Regions from separate parts of the Mus musculus genome. Here region 2 is linked to region 1. The links are chromatin contacts, called in public promoter capture Hi-C maps. All regions are on one chromosome and are shown on one strand. Each heading gives the region's core, a stretch centred on a gene start, on an enhancer-like site or on the middle of the called end of the contact. The rest is flanking DNA. Distances are from core to core; before and after follow the strand shown.

The links. Promoter capture Hi-C pulls out the DNA fragments that hold promoters and counts their contacts.
Region 2: a contact with region 1 is called in a promoter capture Hi-C map of embryonic stem cells, with 12 read pairs. The contact joins the promoter of 9430021M05Rik here to the promoter of Mafb in region 1. A contact is called at or near these places in 3 of 39 promoter capture datasets (embryonic stem cells and pre-B cells), 4 of 484 Hi-C or Micro-C datasets (all in embryonic stem cells) and 1 of 9 other capture datasets (embryonic stem cells).

What each region holds. Positions count from the first base shown.
Region 1 is chr2:160,364,135-160,370,323 of GRCm38.p6, forward strand. Mafb (v-maf musculoaponeurotic fibrosarcoma oncogene family, protein B (avian)) reads right to left here and starts at 2,931. Exons shown (of 1, transcript NM_010658.3): 1 at 1-2,931. The coding sequence starts at 2,542. The coding sequence ends at 1,571.
Region 2 is chr2:162,659,650-162,665,855 of GRCm38.p6, forward strand. 9430021M05Rik (RIKEN cDNA 9430021M05 gene) reads left to right here and starts at 1,514. Exons shown (of 4, transcript NR_033569.1): 1 at 1,514-1,777; 2 at 2,072-2,147. It overlaps Ptprt (protein tyrosine phosphatase, receptor type, T), which reads right to left and starts at 1,498. Exons shown (of 31, transcript NM_001291150.1): 1 at 1,151-1,498. The coding sequence starts at 1,250.

The DNA.
Region 1 (6,189 bases), core at 1,681-4,180:
TTACTGACCCGCAGAAATGAAAGTAACAGTAAAGAAAAACACCTAGACCTCCCCTATAACTACTGTACAACGGAAGGGACTTGAACACCACCATTAAGTCTCCCTGCTCTCCAGACAGCAGAGAAACATATAATGCACTGGTCTAAAGGACACACTTGAGAGTTGCAGCGTTAGTTGCCAATGTGTGGGTTTCTAGTACATTCTAAGAATGGCTGTTTGGCTCAATGGGAGCTCAGATCATCACACGTAGCAAGAGGTGGAAGAAATCTTTTCACCCTAAGCCCTGGGGGGAGGGAGTTTGCAGTTAGCGCTCTTCTAGAGGATTCCAAACCAGCCCTGGGTTGACTTCTTAGGACGCAAAGCCTGTCTTGTTTTCTTCGTGTGTGTGTGTGTGTGTGTGTGTGTGTGTGTGTGTGTGTGTGTGTGTGTGTGTGTGTGTAGAGGAGCAGTCGTGGGTGTGTGTATGTCAATTTGGCCCCAAGACCCAACAATAATAAAGGACACACTCCTGCACGATGTGGATCTCGGCATCTGTCTCTCCCTTAGCTTTCCCTCAACAAAACTTAAAACTGAAGTGGGAAGGACGAGGGGGGCGAAGAGATAATCCCAAGGATTCCCCGGACAAAGTTGGGCTTGGTGGGTTTTTTCTTTCTTTTATTTTTACTTACAAACAAAAATGGCATAATAATAAACCCAAACAAAGACTCAGCTTGCTGCTACCTTCTCAAGATGGTTTGGCCGGGGCGGGTAATCTACAAGCCGGCCGGCGACTGAAACTCTGCTCGCTCGCTCGCAGCCGCAGGAGTTTGGGAACTGCATCCCTTCTCACCCAAAGAAACAAGGGGGTTATGATTCATGATCAACAACATGCTAAAGTTAAACAAGAAAATGGTACAAAATAGAAATTATTACCATACATGTCCAGCATGCAGGATTAATATTTTTAATGCAGATTTTCGTATTTTTCTATATAATCGAGCAGGCATTAAAACTGATGAGATTTTTTTTTTCCTTCGCGCGCCGAAAGTCCTAACTGAGGCCCGCGTCTCCGGCTGAGAGCCAGTGTTCTCCGTACTCTGGACAGACAGATCTGTCTGTTTTTCCTTCCTTAGCTCAGCCTTGCCTCGTGCCCACGGGGACTCCAGAGTCCCTCTCCTCTCCTCTGCTCTTCCTGGGACGAACTGAGTCCTGGGCTGCAAAGCGGCGGCCCTGGCACTCACAAAGTTCTCAGAGCCAGAAGTGTCCAGACGGCCTTGGCGACTCCTTGGAATAAGCCTCGCGGCCTTCCAGCTTGGAGAAAAGTTACTCCCGGACCTCGCACCCGCCCGGGTTTCTCTAACTCTGCCCAAGTCTAAGAGGCTGCGCCGCCCTGAGCTGCCCTCTTCTTAGCCAAGGTTCTCTGCCCGCCCGTGCTCCCGCCTGACTCCCGCGACCCGCGCGTCCTTCCTCCCTCTAGCTCAAGTCAAACAGGTCAAGGCCGGGGCCATGGCAGGGACAGGGAGTCCAGGGCTAGGGGCGCAGAATAGGGAGTCTGGGCCAGGGCAAGGGCGGGGGCCGGACCCGCCAGGACTCACAGAAAGAACTCAGGAGAGGAGGGGCTGTCGCTGGTGGAGCCCGCCTCCCTGAAGCCGGAGTTGGCGAGTTTCTCGCACTTGACCTTGTAGGCGTCTCTCTCGCGGGCCAGCCGGGACACCTCCTGCTTAAGCTGCTCCACCTGCTGAATGAGCTGCGTCTTCTCGTTCTCCAGGTGATGTTTCTGCTGGACGCGTTTATACCTGCACGACTGGGCGTAGCCCCGGTTCTTCAGGGTCCGCCGCTTCTGCTTCAGGCGGATCACCTCGTCCTTGGTGAAGCCCCGCAGGTGGCGGTTCAGCTCACGCACCGACATGGACACCAGCTGGTCATCAGAGAAGCGGTCCTCCACACTACCGTTGCCGCCCGCAGCCGTCGCCGCGGCTGTTGCGTGCGGTCCCGGCCCCGGGTGGCTAGTGGGTAGCTGTTGCGCGGGACTGGCAGCGCTGGACGGCGGGGGCGACGCTTGGTGATGATGGTGATGGTGCGGGTGAGCGTGCTGGCCCAGGTCATCGTGAGTCACACCTGCTCCTGGGTACCCGTGGTGCGGATGAGGGTGGTGGTGGTGGTGATGGTGGTGCGCACTACGGAAGCCGTCGAAGCTCTGCAGCGGCTGGGGCACTGGGTGCGAACCGATGAGCGCCTCCACCGCGTCCTCGGGCGTCAGGTTGAGTGCCTCGGGGTTCATCTGCTGGTAGTTGCTCGCCATCCAGTACAGGTCCTCGAGATGGGTCTTCGGTTCAGTCGGACTGAAGCTGGGAGAAGAAGGCACGGAGCTGCACGGAGTGCTGAGCGGGGTGGACGACACCGAGCCAGCAGGCTGCAGGCGTGTGCATGGCCGGCCCGGACGCTCCGCGCGCCCCAGGGGCTCCTTCTTCACGTCGAACTTGAGAAGGTCGAAGTCGTTGACGTACTCCATGGCCAGCGGGCTGGTGGGCAGCTCTTGCCCCATGCTCAGCTCCGCGGCCATCGCTAAAAGCGAGGCTCAGCCGCCGCTGCCGCGGGGAAAACTTTGCGGCCGGCCGGGACGCGCCGAGCCAAACGCGGGGGCGAAGAGCGGCAAGCCGGGGAGGCGGGGAGCCGAGGGCGCAGCGGGCCGGGGCCGCCGGCCAAGCCTTTGTCTGGGGACGCGGCGGCGCGCCGGAGAGTCCTCCCGAGGCTGCCTGAGCTGCCCCGGAGCTTGGGGCTGCGAGCGCGCCGGGAACGAGTCAGGTCGAGCCGGGGCAGGGTAGAGAAGCCGGCGAGGTGCGCGCAGGGGCAGAGGGGAGGCGCGGGGCAAGCGCCCGCCGCTCGCTCTCCGACTCTTTGGCTCTAGGGCTTTCTTGCTTGCAGCCGCTCGCAGCCCGGCGGTGCAGCTGTGCAGGAGCTGGCGCCGCCGCCGCCTTTTATCGCTTCCTGATGTCACTGGAGCGCGGGGGCCCAAGCGGCCCGGCGTGTTGGCCAATGGCTGCACGGCCCCCGCGGCCCAGCGACGCTGGGCGGGGCGTGCCTGACAGCTCCCCCGCCCCCCCGCGTCAGCTGACTGGAGACCGGAGGAGCCCCGAAGCCGTTGAGGCCTGGAGGAGGGCTGGAGCCGAGTGGGACGGACCGCCTGGTCCCAACCCCCAACACCCTCTGAGTCGAGGTTCCCGCACGCTTGCCTTCAGTGCGCGCCCCACTTCTGGACCAAGCCGCCGTTCCCACCCCGCTGTCTGCACTCACGCCTCCCTACATACTCTTTACACTCCCACCCTCGGCCCGTGTCACCCCCAAGTAGGCTCAGAATAAGCGCCCGGGATGTCGCTTCCCTGGCCCTTTGTTCCCAAGCGGCCCCCGCCCAGTGGGCGACGCTCCGTGTGTCCTCGGCGCCGCGGGCCGAGTGAATGTGTGTGGTGCGTGCCTGTGTTTCGGTAGCTCTGTCTGCGCTAATGTATGCGGTGGGGGAGGGCGGGGTTGGGGCTCCAAGAGTTCTGTTCAGATCTAACTCTTAACCTCTAGGAAGGTTCCTCGGGCCAAGAGACGCTGTTCCTCTCTTAGCCGGTTCAGTGATTGAGCTCAGAAGACAGAGCTCCAGTGGTCTCGCAGCTCCGTGCATTCGCCACCCCCCCACACACACCCCCAAACGCTCCCAAAGAAGATAAACAAACAAACAGAGTTGGCCCAAAGGCTCTGAATACCTTTCACTTGCCAGTCGTGTGGAAACCTTACAACTCCGAGGCTCAGAGCCGAGACCAACACCGGTCTGTGCACTCAGTGGCTCTGGGATGCTGGGGAACCCGGCCCTGTTTTTGTCTGAACGTTTTGTAAGGATTAAGCTGATCCAAGCTTCTGACGGCTGCAAGGAGATTCAAACAGGCATAAAGTGCGACCCCAAGTGGCCACGGTGCGCAACGGCGCCCTGAACCGGTTTGTTCTTTGCGGGAGGGAAGGCTTGGATGGCGTCTCGGACCCGTGCAGGTCCAGCTAACTGATCCGGCCAAGCCAGGCCTGAACGCAGGCTGTGTGCGGCCTGAAAGCCAGGGCAGACTCCTCTGGAACTATGCACAGGCCCTCCGACCCCATCTTTGGACTCAACCACTAACCCTCTCTGCTCACCTTTTCTGAAATTCCATATGCAAGCCTTCCAGGTGTGCTTGTGGGCTACTCCTCTCAGGAAAGGTCCTGAGCTGGGAAGATCAGTATTCTAAACTGAAAACGCCAGGTGACGAAGGTTCAGGGCTACCGGATGAGAAACTTCTCCGGAACGCAGACGGGAGGAGGAAGGCAGAACACTGGGCTTTCAGACAGGGCTGTTGGGCGCCGACAGAGACTCCCTGCCCTGGGCCAGAAGGGCAGGAAATGTGGGACTTTCCTCAGACCCCGACCCCGACCCCAAAAGTGAATAGATGTCGAATTCGCTGGATCCGGAGATCCGACCCGGCTCCCACGTCGCTTTTTGCTTCCCAGCTCAGGACGCGGAAAGATGAGCGTCAGAAAGCGCGCTGGGTGAGTGTGTCCTAGCTGCTGGCTGCACAGGACCTGCCCTCCAACACCGCGCACGGGGGGCTAGTGACCCGCAGCATTGACAACCAGACCAGACCTTTTCCCCCCTTTTAACAGAAAGAAAAATTTGCTTCCAATCAATAAGAAAAGCCTTTCCCCCCTTCTTAAATCCTTAGGGAAGGCGGGGTAGAGACTGGTCACAGGAGCCTAATTTTAACCAAATGGGTGTATTTTAACTAAAACTTCACCTAAAAGGTTTAGATCAGTGAACTGCTGGGGAAATCTCGAGCCCTTTGGAGAAGTGCGCTCTCGGCAGAAATGATTCGACTGCCTAGGTAGAGAGCCAGGGCGGTTAGGCTGAACCTCCCACAGATGAGATGGGCGATGAGGACACAGACTCTCGCCTAAGAGTCGCAGCTGCGGTCCTGCGAGGAGAGCGCGCTCTCGGACCTCGGCTCAGCCAGGGGACGTTGAGACCATCAGGTTTAGAGTTCCGGGTCTCTGCAAACCGGGGTTTCAGGCTCGACCACCACACGCATACTCTCTTAACACTCATGGGGCTCCAGCTTTAACCTCGCCCCACTCCCCCCACCCCCAGTCATCCGAGACGCAGCGCTTCCCGAGTACGCGCCTCACTGCAAACCCTCCTGGGAACACCGGGGAGGGCAGCAGAGCAGGGCTTGCTCCCGCGTGTCTCTGTCATCACGGAGGGCTCAAACCCCACTTCTCAAGAATGTGGCCCTTGAAGAGGACTCTTGTGGCCCCAGACCAGTAATTGTAAAACTCCAGAAGAAGCGCTACTCTCTCAGGCTTGGGGGACTCGGCCTTTGTCCCGGCCGTTTTTCTCCTCTTTGTCCCCGTGACTATCTCTGTTGTAACCACTCTCTTCCTCTGAGCTTTAGATGAGCTATCTCAGCGTCTCCTAGGTTCACTTTCCCACCCCCCAACCCGTTTCCGTCCTGGAGTAGCCCCTCCTTCCAGAGAGAGAGAGAGAGAGAGAGAGAGAGAGAGAGAGAGAGAGAGAGAACACCACACTCCGGTGGGCGCAAGAGTGAAACAGGAGGGTTGCCCCAATTGAAGGCCTTTGCTCGCAGCCTATCCCATTTCAATGGTCCAGCCTCCCCCATTCTAATTCCTATGCGCTCTGCTGCATGGTTTTGGAACTCCTGGGCTAATGACCTTTCTCTCTCCAGGCTGCCACTGCAGACTCAGTATTCGCGTGAGGATTCCTCCCAGTCCATGGTATCACAGCAGGACAGGACAAAGGACTGGTCCCCCCAACCCTGAAAGGCAGGGGAGGTGGAGAGGGTTCAGGGACGCATTTTAACTCGGAGCCCAACGCGCAATAAGACCTCGATGGGTTGTTGAAAGAAGTGGAGAAGCAAGGGGAAAGAGGCAGGAGGCCCAGGCACCGAAGGAAAGCCGGGATTGCCAGTGGCCAGAGCCCCTGTACCCAACAGTTCCTACCTAGCGCCTAAATACATACTTGAGGATTTTTTTTTCTCCAAAGCAAGCCCTGCTGCATCATCCTTTAACTACATCGCAGTGATGGAAGGACTCGGAAGGGTCCTAGATACTTGGCCTTGAGGTACTCTTATTTTAGGAGCAAAAGTTACTCTCCAAAAGAGCAAGTATGAGGTTCTCTCGACACTGCCT
Region 2 (6,206 bases), core at 264-2,763, 2.3 Mb after region 1:
ACATCAAGTCAGGGAAGAAAACCTAAGACATTTCTAACGGAATGTCACTCCGGCGGTTCTTCCTCTCAAAAGCAGCCTGTTTAGAGACTTCCATCAGGCTCACTGCCTTTCTTTCCCTTTCTTCCTCCCCTGATTTCTTATGTGAGCACAGCTGTTGCTTAGCAATCCAAAAAGAACCCTTTCCTAAGTTCCGCTGACATGCCTCAACGTGCCCCCCGCCCCCGACCCCGACCAGCGACAGCAGCTCAGTGTGGTCACTCCTAAACCAAAGGTGCTAAGAAACTTCGAGGTGATTTTGAACTTGGAGGTATCCCTCCCCACCTCTCCTTCCCTCTTTAAGGGACTCACGGAAGGAAGCCCTACCAGTGGGGTTTTAGTGATGAGAGAGACCCTCGGTAGTGGTCTCTTCAGCTCAGTCGCCACTAAGAAGACACTAGACACACTCTGGGGAACTAGCTACCTGCCCATGGGCAAGCCGAAAGACGAGTGTCCCGAAGTTTTCAGAAGCCCACTAGCTCACTGATCAAAGCCACTGCACTTAAAGGGCCTTAGCAGGGTACCCATTACTCTGGACAGAGCCACGAGGTGAGGTGAGGGTTTAGCCGAGTGGGTCATTCACAAGAACACTCCCATGGGAAGTCCCAGCTGCTAAGGGCTCGCTAAGGGGAGCGGCGTGTTTAGAACAACACTGGATGATCTTCAGTGTCTCCCAGGAGAAAGGAAAAGCCACCGCCCTGGCAGCCTGGGCCTGCTAGGGACCTGTGCTCCCCACTCCAAGAGCGCGCAGCCCAGGAAGCTGCCCGGGTGACAGTGCTCCGCGCCGGGCGAGAAGCGGCGCCTCCTCCCTCCACCCCGAAACACTCGAGTGACAGGTTCCGACAAGTGGGAGGCAGCAAGTGGAAATATTCGCAACAGCCGCGCAAAGTTACTCCCGCCCGGGGGTGGGGGGGAAGCGGCAGGAAAGTAAGGCGACGAGGGGCCAGGGGGGGACCTGGAGCGGGACTGGGCACGCCTGGACACAGCAGCTGCGTCCGGAGGTTGGGACGGGACTCCCACCGGGCCCCGGCATCCCCTGGCCACGGGACCCAACTTTCTCCTCCCAGGGCTGGGGAGAGCGAAGGGGCCCGGGGAGCCCGGCGGGCGCACTCACCTGCGGCGCTCTGCGCTCCGGCGCCGGGCAACGGCGGCCGCTGCAGCCCCAGGAGCAGGAGCCGGAGCAGGCAGAGGGCGAGCCCGCCAAGGCTCCCCATCCGGGCGGCAAGCGGCTCAGCCCCTTCCCGAGGGCGCCGGGGCCGGGACTCGGGCGGGCGCGGGGCGGCCCCGCATCGCCAGCGCGGCTGCAGGCAGTGCGCGCCGCTGGGCTCCCGGGGCTGGCTCCTCTCCGGCTGCGGGAGCCGGCGCCGCTGCGCTCCGAGCCCAGGCGCGGCGCGAACTGAGGCGCGAGGCTGGGCGGGGGCGGGACGCGGGGGCCGGGGGGCGGTGTCCCCAGAGTCCTAACGCCGCCGCCGTCGCCGCCGCCCGCCCGGGCGCTCCGCCTCGGCCACGCACACACACCCTCGCGCGCACGCCCGCCCGCGCCTGGCACACGCCCGCGGCTGCCACTCGCGGGCTCCCCCACGCACCCTCTCCCGGGCTGGCCGGCTCGGGGCCGCTCGCGCACTCAAGCGCGTACACACATCGCTCTTGCACACACAGGATCTGCGGGGTATTCGCCTCTTCGCCCCGCGCCACACCACCCAGCTGAGCATCGCTTTCAGGCTACCCTGCGGGGGCGCAGGTACGAGGCGATGGGGGGAGGAGAGAAACCTGGAACAGCCTTTGAAGTAAGGGTGGGAGAACAGGTGACTGGGGGGGGGGGGGGCAGTGCGAGCAGGCAGGGGGAGGGAGAGGCCCGATCAACTCCGGACGCTACAGGGCTGTGAATTGCGGGAGGGGGATGCTTCGCAAAGCTGGGGACAGCTGTTGAAGGGTCTCCTGCACACCCTAAAATTCTCTCGTATATTCATATTCTCCCTTTCTCTTTCTTTCTCTCTCCCTTTCCCTCCCTCTTTCCTCATCCCCTATCATCTAGTCAGCAGTCCAGCACAGCCGACCTTAATCACAACACATCTCTTTCTCTTGTCCCTAACCCCGCCCTACACACACAGGTGTGGGAATCTCTCCCCCTTCTCTAGCTGCCTCCCCTGTTCTCCCTTTCAGAGAGAAATGGAGCTTTCCCCCTTTTGCTTCCTGGTCTGAACAAAGACCTGGCTGGGGCTGAAGGCCTAAAGACATAGATCACTGGGCAGTGCCTGCCACAGCCCACAGGCCTGCCACCAGGGGAGGGATGTGAGCCTTGTATATAAAGGCCTTCGATAAGGACACCCAAAGATGCTGAAGGGATTCCTACTTTGTAAACACTTTACTGCCTGCCCAAAGCCCTCCTTCGGTTTAACAAAGTGTTTCCCCCTCCCCATTCCACTCCCTTGTTGGAGTCCCAAAGGACTGAACCGGACAGACAGACCATTAGGAGTCATATGGAAGTCAAACACAGCCAGCATCTCCAAAAGTGGGGCACCAGGGGCTCTGGGTTGGAGTTGCTTTGGCAGAGCCTCACTGGTACCCCAGCTCTGCCGAGGTGGACGTTTTTTATTGAACACCAGCCCATTTATTTCTCTCAGCCCACACTTGTAATTCCAGGCAAATGCTTCCACCTGGCTCTGAACGACCTCCCTCCACCTCCACAGCCTCCACTTTTCTCAAGATAAACACAGGGGCCAGCCCATTGCATGGCCAAGCACCTCCCACACTTCCCTGGTCAAAGCACTCTCCCAGGGGAGAGGACCCCTCCCCCCCCCAAAAAAAAGAAAACCCTGCTGCTTAGCCCTCACTCCAGGGAATAGGGTTTGTGCTCTGGGGGGTTTTGGGGGGGGGGGGAGTGGCGGGAGCCTGGGAGTTAGACCTCTTGCAAGCTACCTTGCAGGTCCTTAAATTTTTTACTAATATTGACAGTGCACTTGACTGGGCAGTCATAGCCTTGGCTGTTCTCTGGTGACACAGGATGATTGCCCCCCTGGGAACAATAGGAATAGAAGATCCCTTCAGCTCAGAGCTAAACTGCCCAACTGTTTGATCCAGCCCATGTCTATCCAGGCCTAGCCTTAAGTTAATGAGTTAGAGTGCAGCCTCTAAGAAGAAACATGACTCCAGCCCACAGCTGTGATTGTCCTGGCTGATGGGAGACTGGGGGGGGGGGGGGGGGGGGCTCTGACCCAGGAGAGGAATAGGAGGTCTCTAAGCCACTAAGTAGTTTGGTGTAACTTGTCAGGGTTCCCCTGAGTGCCTGCCAATCCGTCCCCTCTCTCAGGCATTCTAAGGATAAAATAGCGGTTCTCGGGACATCTTCTGGGCTCTCACCATCCCTCAGCTCCTGAGCCCATGCTACAGGATGTTATTTATCACTGTAGCCAAAACTCCAAAATCCGAATGGGGATCGCATGGCCCCAAGGAAAGTCATCTTGTTTCTTGGTGAGCGACTAGCAGAATGTGACCTGATCACAGCAGCAGGTCTTGCTTGCCCAGCTGCAGGGTCTCAAACCAGCACCCTCTTGGGTTTGGTCTGGAGCTGTAGTTCCCAGGCCCTGTGCTCCACCTACTGACTGGTAAGCTTTGGCATCTGGCCTCACTGTCACACTGCACCAGACCAGCTCCCTCTGCCTGGAAGGGCCATCTCACATCCCTTCCCGGGTAAACTCACTTAAGTTTCTCTTTGAGGCATTTGGTCAGCAAACCTGTTGTCCTGGTCCCCTAGGTGCATCACCTAGGAGATGCTATCTCTCCACTTGTCTGTCCTAGGAGACAGTTCCCACAATGCATCTGGACGCTTCACCCAGGGCTGAGGGCAGAGGAGCTTTAAGGAAGGAGGAGGGTGGGTCCCACAAGATCAGTAATGCCCTAAAGATCTTCTCAGAACCAGCTAAAACCACCCTCTCAGAAGGCCAGGGTTCCGAGAGCTCCAGGGTCAATTCCTTACTTCCTGCATTAGCAGCTGGAGGGGGGGGGGGGGATATCTGGTTAGAGAAGAGAAACAGCCATTTGACTCCATCCACCTGCCCAGTGGGAGGGTGCTTTCCTCTTGGCTCCTAGTGCAGGGCAGGCTTTGCATCAGTGCTGAATGAAGGTAGAGCCCAGGGGGTGTCCTGTGATAGCTAGAGGGAGTGAGTACTCCACCAAGCAACCTCCAGTGCTGCTGGACCAGCAGGCCTCTCTCTCTCTCCCCCCCCCCTCTCCCTTCCCCTCCCCCTCCCTCTCATCCTCTGGGCCAGTATTCCATTTACCCTGTGGGATGCTTGGCAAACCTTTAGAAGCCTTAGTTTTCCTATCTGCATGGTGACTTCCCTTCCAACCCTAGTAGGGGTCGAAACAGGAGAATTCAGATGTTGTCTCTTTATCTGGGCAGTTTTCAAGGAAGTGGAAAATGGGATGTACCCTCTCCACAGTGAGCGACACCTGCTGTGCTCACAGTGAGCATGAGTCCAAGAGGCTGAGACTGCAGCCTGAGCAACAGGTGTGACCTATGCCCTCTGGGAGGAAGCATGTACAAAGAGAGGACAGAAAAACACACAGAGACAGGCCTCGTCTCCAGACTCCTTCTGTCCCAGTGTTTCCCAACCTGTCAGCAACCAGGAAAAGACACTCAAGGGCAAAGTGCCTCATCTACCTGTGTAGAAAGGCCAGTGGTGTGGTCCTTGATTTACCCCCATCTTATATATAAGGAGAAGGAGACTCAGGGAAAACAAAGGCCTGTGTGAAGAGATGCTGTGTCCCCTCACTTGCTGTGGGTAGCTGCACTCTTCTTTCTGGGACCCAAGAATACACTTGCTACGTTGCTTATAATTCATCATTTCAGTCTGTATCTAGCAATACTTCAAGTGTTCAGAGGCCACAAATGGTGAGTAGCAGCCGAATGCCACAGCTATAGAAACTTCTACTAACACTGCTATGGCCACGGTTGCCACGCCTCTCCAAAGTCTGACCCATTGTCTGTATTATAAAGTTTTATTGTGCCACAGACATACATAGACCTTGACACATGGATACTTTTTCATATAAACATCTGTTAACACTTTTGTACAGCAGAGGTGACCAAACCATAGGCCATGACTCACATCCAGCCCACTGCTTGATTTTGTTAATAAAGCTTTATTAGCATACAGATTCATTTATTTGGCATGTTATCTTTGCCTGCTCCTAATCTGCATAGGCAGCCACAATATTAATGTCTTTAGTTCATGGACAAAGTGTGACCTCTTTTTAGGTAAAAGTCTCATAGGACAGTCTGACAACCAACCACTGACCTAAAACTCACTTGCAAATGGGGTATCTGGACCAGGAGAATTTCTCTCCCTTCCCCTCCCCCACCTCCTCTCCCTCTCTCCTGTGAACATATCTCAATACAAGTTTTCAGGCCCCACCCTAACCCTATGGAAACACTGGAGGTAGAACCCGGAAATCTTCGAGTTAGACAGCCTTGCCAGGTGATTCCGATAGGAGCTTGAGTTTGGAACCCACGTTATAACACATTCCTGAAGGAAGTTCCAGGAACTGGCACAGCTAGGATGCTTGTGGGCTTTCATGGGTGATGGAAGACTTTGAAACAATGTCAGAGGCAGCGAGGCCATACGCTGCTTGCTCTTTCTGTAGTGAAACCTCTGACAGCCCTAACACAGAGCCGTGCCAACCAAGAGATGCCCACGTGGATGCCCAGGCTCCACCCTCCTGAGGAGCTGTCAGCGTATTTGGAGCTGCCTCCACACATAAATTCATGGACCAGCTGTCTCTTTTAATCTGGTTGCAAGATGAAACCATTAATAGATGTCAGACACATTGGCAATGATCTCTTCATTAATAATTTCCTCCTTTCTGAGGAAAAAAAATTAGTAACAAGCAACCATCAATAATTCAGAAATACAAGTTAACCTTTCTATTAGCAGAGTCACCGTGCGCACAGTGCAAACTCAGAGCCAGGAGTTCTGACTTGAGTCGTGTTTTGATGGTAGGGATATTAATATGCATTAATGCTGTCTGTCAAGACCAAATATAAATAACCCAACTGCAACTCAGAACTCATAAGTATGCTTCAAGTGTGACCTTCTGACCCAGCCTTTTGGTTCTTTAAAGGCTTGGATCAGCCAATCACCTTGCTGTCTACGAAAAGGCCTTTATGA